2 separate regions of the Zea mays genome follow, and region 2 is linked to region 1. Evidence: chromatin contacts called from public Hi-C data. All regions are on one chromosome and are shown on one strand. The core of a region is the stretch at or near the end of the contact, and the rest is flanking DNA. Distances in the headings are between cores, read along the strand shown. Region 1 holds the start of LOC100217243 (putative protein kinase superfamily protein). Region 2 holds the start of LOC103638717 (homeobox protein knotted-1-like 11).

Evidence for each region. Hi-C and Micro-C count contacts between places; a contact is called where the count stands out from the background.
Region 2: a contact with region 1 is called in a Hi-C map of leaf, with 6 times the contacts expected there. The contact joins the promoter of LOC103638717 here to the promoter of LOC100217243 in region 1. A contact is called at or near these places in 5 of 25 Hi-C or Micro-C datasets (ear, leaf and tassel).

What each region holds. Positions count from the first base shown.
Region 1 is chr9:97,888,852-97,893,364 of Zm-B73-REFERENCE-NAM-5.0, reverse strand. LOC100217243 (putative protein kinase superfamily protein) reads left to right here and starts at 2,754. Exons shown (of 10, transcript NM_001143598.1): 1 at 2,754-3,090; 2 at 3,715-3,867; 3 at 3,957-4,204; 4 at 4,292-4,424. The coding sequence starts at 3,974.
Region 2 is chr9:98,186,625-98,191,137 of Zm-B73-REFERENCE-NAM-5.0, reverse strand. LOC103638717 (homeobox protein knotted-1-like 11) reads right to left here and starts at 2,368. Exons shown (of 6, transcript XM_008661553.4): 1 at 1,829-2,368; 2 at 1,169-1,289. The coding sequence starts at 2,158.

The DNA of each region.
Region 1 (4,513 bases), core at 1,505-4,004:
ACTCGGCAAAGGATCCTTTGCCGAGTGTCGGCCAGGGGACACTCGGCAAAGATTACTTCACACTTCTTTGCCGAGTGCCTACCTGGGCGGCACTCGGCAAAACATATTTTGCCGAGTGTCACCATCTGACACTCGACAAAGTACATTTGTATTTTTTTTGGTTTTGGCCACCAAACTTTTTGTGGTTTGTTCCTACACTATGTAGACCTACATGTACCATTTGGGGACAATTATAACTGTGTTTGCAATATCTAGTAGATTTAGTTCGTTTATTTAAATTTTTTCGCAAAATTCAGATTTGAACTGTAGGTCACTCGAAACTTGGAAAACCGTACATGCAAAAATGATATTCATGTTACTTACCATAAGTTATGACCGATTCTAGGAGCGTACCGGAAACTTCGAGCAACATGCTCACTAAACATGGTCGTGAACTTGCCATCCACATATTTAAAAATTGTATAAAACACAAACAAATTCAGAAAATAATGAAACTTGTCCACGTGTCATGATATCATATGTACATGCTGTGATAAAAATTGTAGAATGTTTGGAGAAAGTTGTGAGACACAATGTGTAGAAACCTAAGAGAACTACACATGAAATCATAGTAACACTCGGCAAAGAGTCTTTTGCCGAGTGCCCAATATGTGACACTCGGCAAAGAAGCCTCTTTGCCGAGTGCCAGCAGTTGGCTCTCGGCAAATACTGACGGCCACAGCTTTGGGACGGCCGCTGACGGCCCTTTGCCGAGTGTTTGACACTCGGCAAACTTGTCTTTGCCGAGAGCCCCCTGTGCCGAGTGTTCAGCACTCGGTAAAGGGGCTCTTTGCCGAGAGCCTAACTTTACCGAGTGCGACACTCGGCAAAGAATACAACACTCGGCAAAACCTGCGATTCCGGTAGTGAAAATAACACTGAAATTCTTGTCCATCGAGTTTTTTTTTTCTAAACCAACAGTAGCAGGGAAGCTGCAGACGCGAGGTGACGACGGAGGACGCGACATTCCAGAATCCAAGTACGGCGAGGGGGCGGCTATTCGCCGAGCTGACCTCGCCTAGCTGCCTTGCCGCGCCACCAGACCAAAAGTACCATCACCACTAGGCACTATAGCCAGGACAGACAGGGAAGGCGGAGAGAGGATCGTATCAACTACATCAGCGAGGAGGAAGCAGCAGGCACACACAGAGGGCGAGAGAAGGACGACGGGCGGCCCAGAGGCCCACCGCGTGGTGCGTGCGCTGCACAGTGCAGTGGTTCCGTCGGCCTTGATGGCGGTGGACGGTGGTGGTGGGTATCCGCCGGTGGGCCTCGGCTCGCCGGAGAGGCAGAACTGATGCGCATTGATTTCCCCGGCCCGGGGGAGGTGGCGGGCGGATGGACGTGCGGAAATAATGCCGGCAGGACGAGCCATTGAAAGCTGCAAAACCGCTGCTGCTGCTCGGGCCAGCAGGTCAGTCAAGCTGATAGCAGCAGTAAAAAAAAAAAACACAAGTGAGGTGAAGGTGACCACCCACCCTGGGCTGGGCCTAGGAGTGGGAGCTCGCAAATGCTTGCACAATCGTGGATGGTCACCAGTCACGTGAGAGAGCTTGGGAGACCCAGACGAAGGGGCCTGCCGCAGTCGTACGCACGCGCTCACTCGGCTGTGAGCTGATGACAGGTCCAAAGGAATCTCAAAGGAGGCGCGGGAGATGCGATGCGAGGCGCAGAAATGGCAATTGGCCGAGCAAGAAGCCGCCAAGATAGACGTACATGTACCGCTACCAAACAACCGAGGCCTCGGAAAAAGCTGTACAAACACATCACCGTACGAACGACCCCGTCTCGCACTCGCAGTCTCATATGATCATATCATCTTCACTCCCGATCCGTCCTTTTCCTTAGACCGCCGCACATGGCCACTCTCACTGCAAAGCGGCCCCCACACCCCCGCTCTGAAAATTTTTATTTTTTCAGTGGGGTTGCAAGAGCCGCTTTCCCAATGAATGATTAAGAAAAAAAATATACCTAATGAGTTATTTAAAAAATGAGTAGTGACAAAGATAAAAAAATATAGGTGAGAAATAAATTTGAACGGACACACCAGCGACATAAACAAAAAAACCAAATAAAAATGCAAACTGTGGGGTTTGAACCCACAACCACAAGGTTAGAAGCCTTATGCTCCACCAAGTGGGCTAGCTGGGCTTTGTGCTCATGTCTGCAACAAATATGTTAATAACACAACCGAGCTCGGCGCCAAGATCTGTGGCGCCGAGCTCGGTGCCACGTCGACGCCACGCGTCTGGGTTGTGCCAACGCAACACGACCTCGGCGCCATAGCCTATGGCGCCGAGCTGTGTTACTTCGGCGCCATAGGCTATGGCGCCGAGCAAAGGGTCCAAAAATGACATTAAAATTTTTTAAGATCTAAACGTGAATTTTTTTCCGAAAAATAGCTAAAATACAAAAAATTCGGGCTACCAAACAACCGAGGCCACGGAAAAAGCTGTACAAACACACCACCGTACGAACGACCCCCTCGCACTCGCAGTCTCATATGATCATATCATCTTCACTCCCGATCCGTCCTTTTCCTTAGACCGCCGCACATGGCCACTCTCACTGCCAAGCGACCCCCGCTCTGCCAGCGTCTCCCTCCCCGTCTCCACCCCCCACCCCCCCAGAATAAAATGCCGAGCAGCTCAACTCAACTGTTCTGCGCACACAGCGTTGCCAACTTGCCATACCCATACCAGAGTGCTCGCAATCACAAGAGAAAAAAAGAAACTTATAAGGAGAGAGAGGAGCTTAGCGCTGTCTCTCTCTCGCTCGTGCGTGCGTGCCCAATTGCAGGAAAGCCACAAAGTCTCGTGTTCCTGGGGGCAGGGATCTCCTCTCCTCTCCTCTGGCTCTTTAACCGGAGAGGCGAGGAGTAGTACGGAGCAGCATGAGGCTGCTGTCACCTCCATTGCCGTCCCTGCGCTCTTCCGTCCCGGCCGTCCTCCTCCACCTCCTCCTCCTGCTGCTGCTGCTGTCCTCATGCCCCTCCCCGGCAAACGGAAGGGCCGCGCCGTCGTCTCCGGGCGCTACGGCGCCTGTCACCAGGCACGTTCGCGCCGCCGGCGCCAATGGCACCGCCCCCGTCGCTCCGGCGGTGCCGGCGCCGCCTCCTGTCGGTAGGTTGCCGGCCGGTTGCCAGGGATCAGATGGAGCAAGCGTTTCTGGTTATTTCTGGTTTTGTTTCTGCGGTTTCTTGTTTCGTTTTTTTGGGAGTGGGGATCTCTTTTTCCCCCCTCCTTAATGAAAACTTGCAGACTGTTTCTCGAGCAGCTGCAGTGGAAGAAGCTGTTGTTTCTACTGAAAATGGCCAAAAAGAGCAGCGGTTTTATCCAGACCTCCTTTTCTTTCGCAATTTGCTCACCGGATAAATGTTCTTTTCATGGAAAAAGGTTGCGATTTCGTTCAAGTTAGAGAGAGAGGACCGTTGCGGAAAATTAGCTGCGTTTAATGATCATCAAGTTACTCCATTTTTCTTCCGACTGACGGTTTTTAGTTGAAACATAGTTTGGTAACTCCATTTTTCTAAAGAATTCACTTTTTTTCAAGGGAAAAAGTGAGACCGTTTCAAAAACCTGATCTTTTCCACGCCCAAAAGCAGCAACTGTGGACTGTGGAGTCAGCTGGTGTTCCTGAACTGTCTCCTGACCTGCATGTTTTCTGTGTCTGCAGTGATCATCGTGGAGCGCCACCGTCATTTCCACCGTGAGCTAGTCATCGCCTCCATCCTCGCCTCAATCGCCATCGTCGCGATTATCCTCTCCACGCTCTACGCGTGGATCCTGTGGCGGCGGTCCCGCCGGCTGCCCCGCGGCAAGAGCGCAGGTCTTGGCTCACTTTTCTGGGCTGCGGCGGGCAGGCTGGCTCTTAGATTCCTGAACTGCTCACGGACCGCTCGCCTCTACATTGCGCAGACACCGCGAGGGGGATCATGCTGGCGCCGATCCTGAGCAAGTTCAACTCGCTCAAGACGAGCAGGAAGGGGCTCGTGGCGATGATCGAGTACCCGTCGCTGGAGGCGGCGACGGGGGAGTTCAGTGAGAGCAACGTGCTCGGCGTAGGCGGCTTCGGTTGCGTCTACAAGGCAGTCTTCGATGGCGGCGTTACCGCGGCGGTCAAGAGGCTGGAGGGAGGTGGCCCTGAGTGCGAGAAGGAATTCGAGGTGTCAATACTTGCCCGTTGGCCATTGGTAACTGGCGAAGGGGTTATTTGTTCTTGTCCTGACTGCTTCGGTTGCGGTTGCTGGCAGAATGAGCTGGATCTGCTTGGCAGGATTCGGCACCCCAACATCGTGTCCCTGCTGGGCTTTTGTGTTCACGAGGGGAATCACTACATTGTTTATGAGCTCATGGAGAAGGGATCCCTGGACACACAGCTGCATGGTACAGTGTCTCCTATGATTTCTCTTTGTTGCTTATGGACGCAGCTCTTTCTTGAGATCTTCGTACTGGGAACCTTTTCATGTGTGGTT
Region 2 (4,513 bases), core at 1,119-3,618, 300 kb before region 1:
GCGCGCTATAGATTGGAGCGGGCCCAGGCATCCTACAAGGCACACTACAATCGCCGCCATCGGCAACTGTCCTACAAGGTGGGCGATTGGGTCTGGTTGCGGGTTCGGCACCGTACCCCCCTATCCCTACCGCAGGCAACCACCGGCAAGCTGAGTCCACGCTTCTATGACCGTATCAGGTGATGGAAGACATCAACAAAGTAGTTGTCAGCGTTCGTCTTCCACTGGGAGCCCACATACACGATGTCTTCCATGTTGGCCACCTCAAGCTCTTTCGAGGCCAGCCACCAGAGTCTACACCACCCCTGTCGCCTATGCATCACGGCGCAACTATTCTAATTCCAGCAGCGGCAGTCAAGGCACAGTTGGCCAGAGGCGTGCGCCAAGTCCTCATTTGGTGGCAAGACCAACCACCATCATCTGCTACTTGGGAAGACATCGACACATTCATCGAGCACTACCCCAGGTTCCAGCTCGAGGACGAGCTGTTCGTCGAGGGGGGGGGGGGGAAGATGTCATGTGGGGTCAGACGTTTGCACGATGCCGGCTAGACCAGCGCTAAAATAGAGGGCGCAGTCAAGATGTAATCGGCCAAGTACTCTCTTATTTTTCAATTTTCATAGAGCCATTACAGTGTACTATATTAAGTTATTAACTGTTCTGAGGGGCCTGCAGCAGAGTCTAGAGACATGATAGGGGAAACTTTGACTGGGAGAACACTGTTAAAATTATCTCACAAAGGTAGCACCAGTTGCATGGTCTGCAACATGAGGTTCATGGATGAGATAATGATTCAAAAATGGGTTCGATAGCGTGAAGTTGTAAGGTTTGATTCTAATGCAAGAAAAAAAGTACTAACAATGTTAGTTAATGTTAGTTAGTTTGTAGTTTCCATATACCTGATAAGACCAACAAGAGAATGGCTATTTGGTCAATTTCCAAAGGAAGGAAACATTTGGGGAATGGTCAATACGTTATTTGTGGCGAGAAATTTCAATAAGATGGTCTGCCTAGGTTGCACTGAAACCTGCTGTGACCACCATACGAACAAAACATGAAACATAGCAAATATTAAGTAGGGAGTTGTACTTGTACATCAAGCAGACTCCAAAAAGGGGCAGCTAAAGCATTTTCCTCTAAAAATATTAAAGTAGAAAGCTTCAGCTACCTGTAAGGCTTTGTAAAGTTTGTTCGAGCTCCCAACAAGCCATGACTGCTTCCATTGCATGAACACGCACATGCTGCTGGAGTTGTTCCTTGAATGAACAGAGGAGCAACACATAATGTGTCTGGACGAAAAACGAGACAGGTTAGAATTTAGAACCATTCGAAAGAGGGAAAAAACAGAGAATGATAACAACCTGCTCTTGCCACAAAATGATTAATTATCATTTCAAAAAGAAAAGAGAGGTACAGCTAAACGTAAAAAGAAAGTTGCAAAAACGGCTTCACTATCGATAACCTTGGCAAACAGAGAAGCAACGCAATTAAGAACGAAAAGCATGTAATAAGGGATAGCATCAAAAGTTCATGAGTCGATTCTGCACTTAAATTTGCGGCTCCTTTGCTATGCATGCATAATTAACTCGGTTTATTCGGAAATCCATTTTGAATTAACTAGCCAACATCACCCCCAAAATCTTCCACATGCGTACTACAGAATACTTAGCATGCCGGATGAACCATCCAGCCATACAAATATCCAATTGAACACCCAAAACTCAATCAGAAAATCCGCATGGAGAAGAGAGAACCACTGGGCAACCTTATTAGCTTCATCATAGCAAGACCATAATAGGAAGAGAGACGAGAAAGTATGGGTACTTACCATGAAGAGGTCGAGCTCCTCGCCTCCCGAGTGTGCTCCGCCCGCCGCAGCAGCCGCAGCCGCGGCCTCCATGGGCGGGGGCCTCGCCGCTATCTGCGCGTCGATGCGCGGGAGCTGGTCGACGGGGGTGGCGACGCGGAGGCAGGCGACGTGCGCCTCGAGAAGACGCTCGTACAGCGGGTGCGCCGCGATGGCCGCCTTCTCCCTCTCCCAGCCGGGCCCCCCGGCCATGCCACCTCCGGAGACAAAGCTAGGGTTCGCGGCCGCCCCAACCGCGGCGGCCGCCGCGGGGTCCATCGCCAGCGCGTGGTCGTGGTAGTTGAACGCCATCGGACCGGCAGGCCGCCGCCCAATTAGAGAGAGGTAGCGGCGGGCAAAGGCTGGGGGCCGCGGCGCGAGAAGATGAGGAGCAGCGGGAGCGGGAGCAGGAGAAGGACCACGCGAGAGGGGATGGGAGTCAAGTGGCGGAGGCTTTGAAGACGCGACGGCGAGAGGCGTGTAGTGGTAGTGGGGACTGGGGAAGGGAGGGGACCGCGCTTTGGGGGTAGAGGACGGATAGCGCCCTCCCTTTAATTTCTCGTGCACGTGACTCAATTCCGAAGAGTGAATTGCACAGCAAACATGCTTGGATTTGGATGAGATGAGAACACAAATGTTGTCGGAAACTACTGTATCAGAAATTCGTCACTAACACATGAGTAAATGATAGTTATCACGGTATAGTTTAAAAATAAACTAGCGAACGACAAATATTCAAGAATAGAGATCATGATTTTATATATATCGTACTACCTTTTCCGTTTATATATTAGTTTATAAATATATGTCATCGTTAACTTATTTTTCAAAACTTTAACCATCATCTCATTAAAAATCGTAAGTTCACTTAAGGTTATTTAAGCGTTATTTAAAATTTTATATTTTTAAATAAATATTTGAATAAGATGAGTGATCAAAGTTTTGAAAAATATCAACGATGTCATATATTTATGAATGAATGGAGTATTTCACTAACATTCTGTTGAGCATCATTTATGGTACCTAGGGACGGCCGAACAGTTTAACCATGTGGACGGTCTGCGGTTTTAGTTCGCACGGTCCGCGGTTAGATTAGATCTCGGACGAGAGTCCCTCTCCCGCGTGTACTTATCCACTAACCTCGTAGGAACATGTTGGAAAGCGTTTATGAACGGGTCCAAACCTCCCCTATAAATATAAAGGGTACTGCCGTTTAAATGCACCTAAAATTGATCCAATCAATCTATTTATGAAATCCTTTACTTTCTTGACTTAGGAGTAGCAGTAGTTTAGCCCTAGTATTAGTCTTTCTCGACTTATTACTTTATCTCTAGTCAACTCTACGTCGTCTGGGGACGTCTCAGCTGTCCTGTCGACTCCGGAGCACCCTCTGTAACTCTACTCCCCGACTGGTACCTCCCGCGAGGCGAGATATAGGGTTCTTCACGGAGAAGAAGACACTATGCCATGTCACGGGCCGTCTGACCCTATGTGCGGACCGTTCGGTGTTGCGTGGAGAGGAGCTGCTCCTGCAGCGAGGTCGTAGACTGTCCACGCTCCCGTAGGGAGCACCGTCAGGAGGTTCACCCCTAGTGTTTGGCCTCGAGTTGGAGCCAACACAACCCTTTGGATGGATGGAAATGAAACTTTTATCATAATTAAATTCAAAGAAATGAATAATTTTAAAAATTGAATCAACCAGAGAGTGATTTAATTCTATTATTTGTGTTTGGTTGTACAAGCAGTTTAATTCCTAGAATGAAATTCTAAATATTGTTTGAATACTTTGCATATAAAATTCAATACAATAAAACAAGCAAAGATCTCTAAGATTTGCATCTTTTTCAAAAAAAATGAGTGTGAACAATTTAGAACTATCAAAAACTTTGCCAACAAATGGAATCCACCTATTAAGTGCTCATAACAGTGCTAAAATGGGTGAAAATAAATTATACATGATCAAACAACACCTATTAGGTTCACACATAATAGTTCCACAAAGGCATGTCACACATAACAGTTCTACAAAGACATCAACTTCACACATAACAATTACACAAAGACATCAAGTTTGCGCATAACAGTTCCACAAAGATATTAACTTCGCACATAACAGTTTCATAAAGAAATCAAGTTCGCACATGATTTTCTTTTTGACGAAACAGGAGAGGTGAAGCCCCTACTAGAATATATTTAAAGGGAAAAAGTTACAATAGTACACCAGAGTTTACATTACATAAATGATTATGGTAATTGAGCTCGCTAATGTGTGGCAACAAGAAAAAAGTGTTAGATGCATTCTGTGCATATGAGGTCATAAAGATCTTTGAAATTATTATAGCAGCCTTCCGCATATTAGAATAATCATGAATTTTGTTGCTTCCAAATTGCCCAGGGCATAAGAATGATAATATCCATTGTAAAAGGCATGCCCAATTTGGATTAAATTGTTTGAATGGCCTGAGAAGAGCGAAAGTGTCGTGAATAAGAAATATTGAGTTGGTTCCAACATCTCCTCGTGAAACTGCATCTGAAGAAAAGATGACCCATTGATTCAATTTTCTACCATATACACATCTCACGGTCATAAGAATCTAGTGTAAAAATTCTTCCTCTATAGTAATTTCCTAGTTTTCAATCGGTTATTAATAAGGAGCCAAAAAAGAT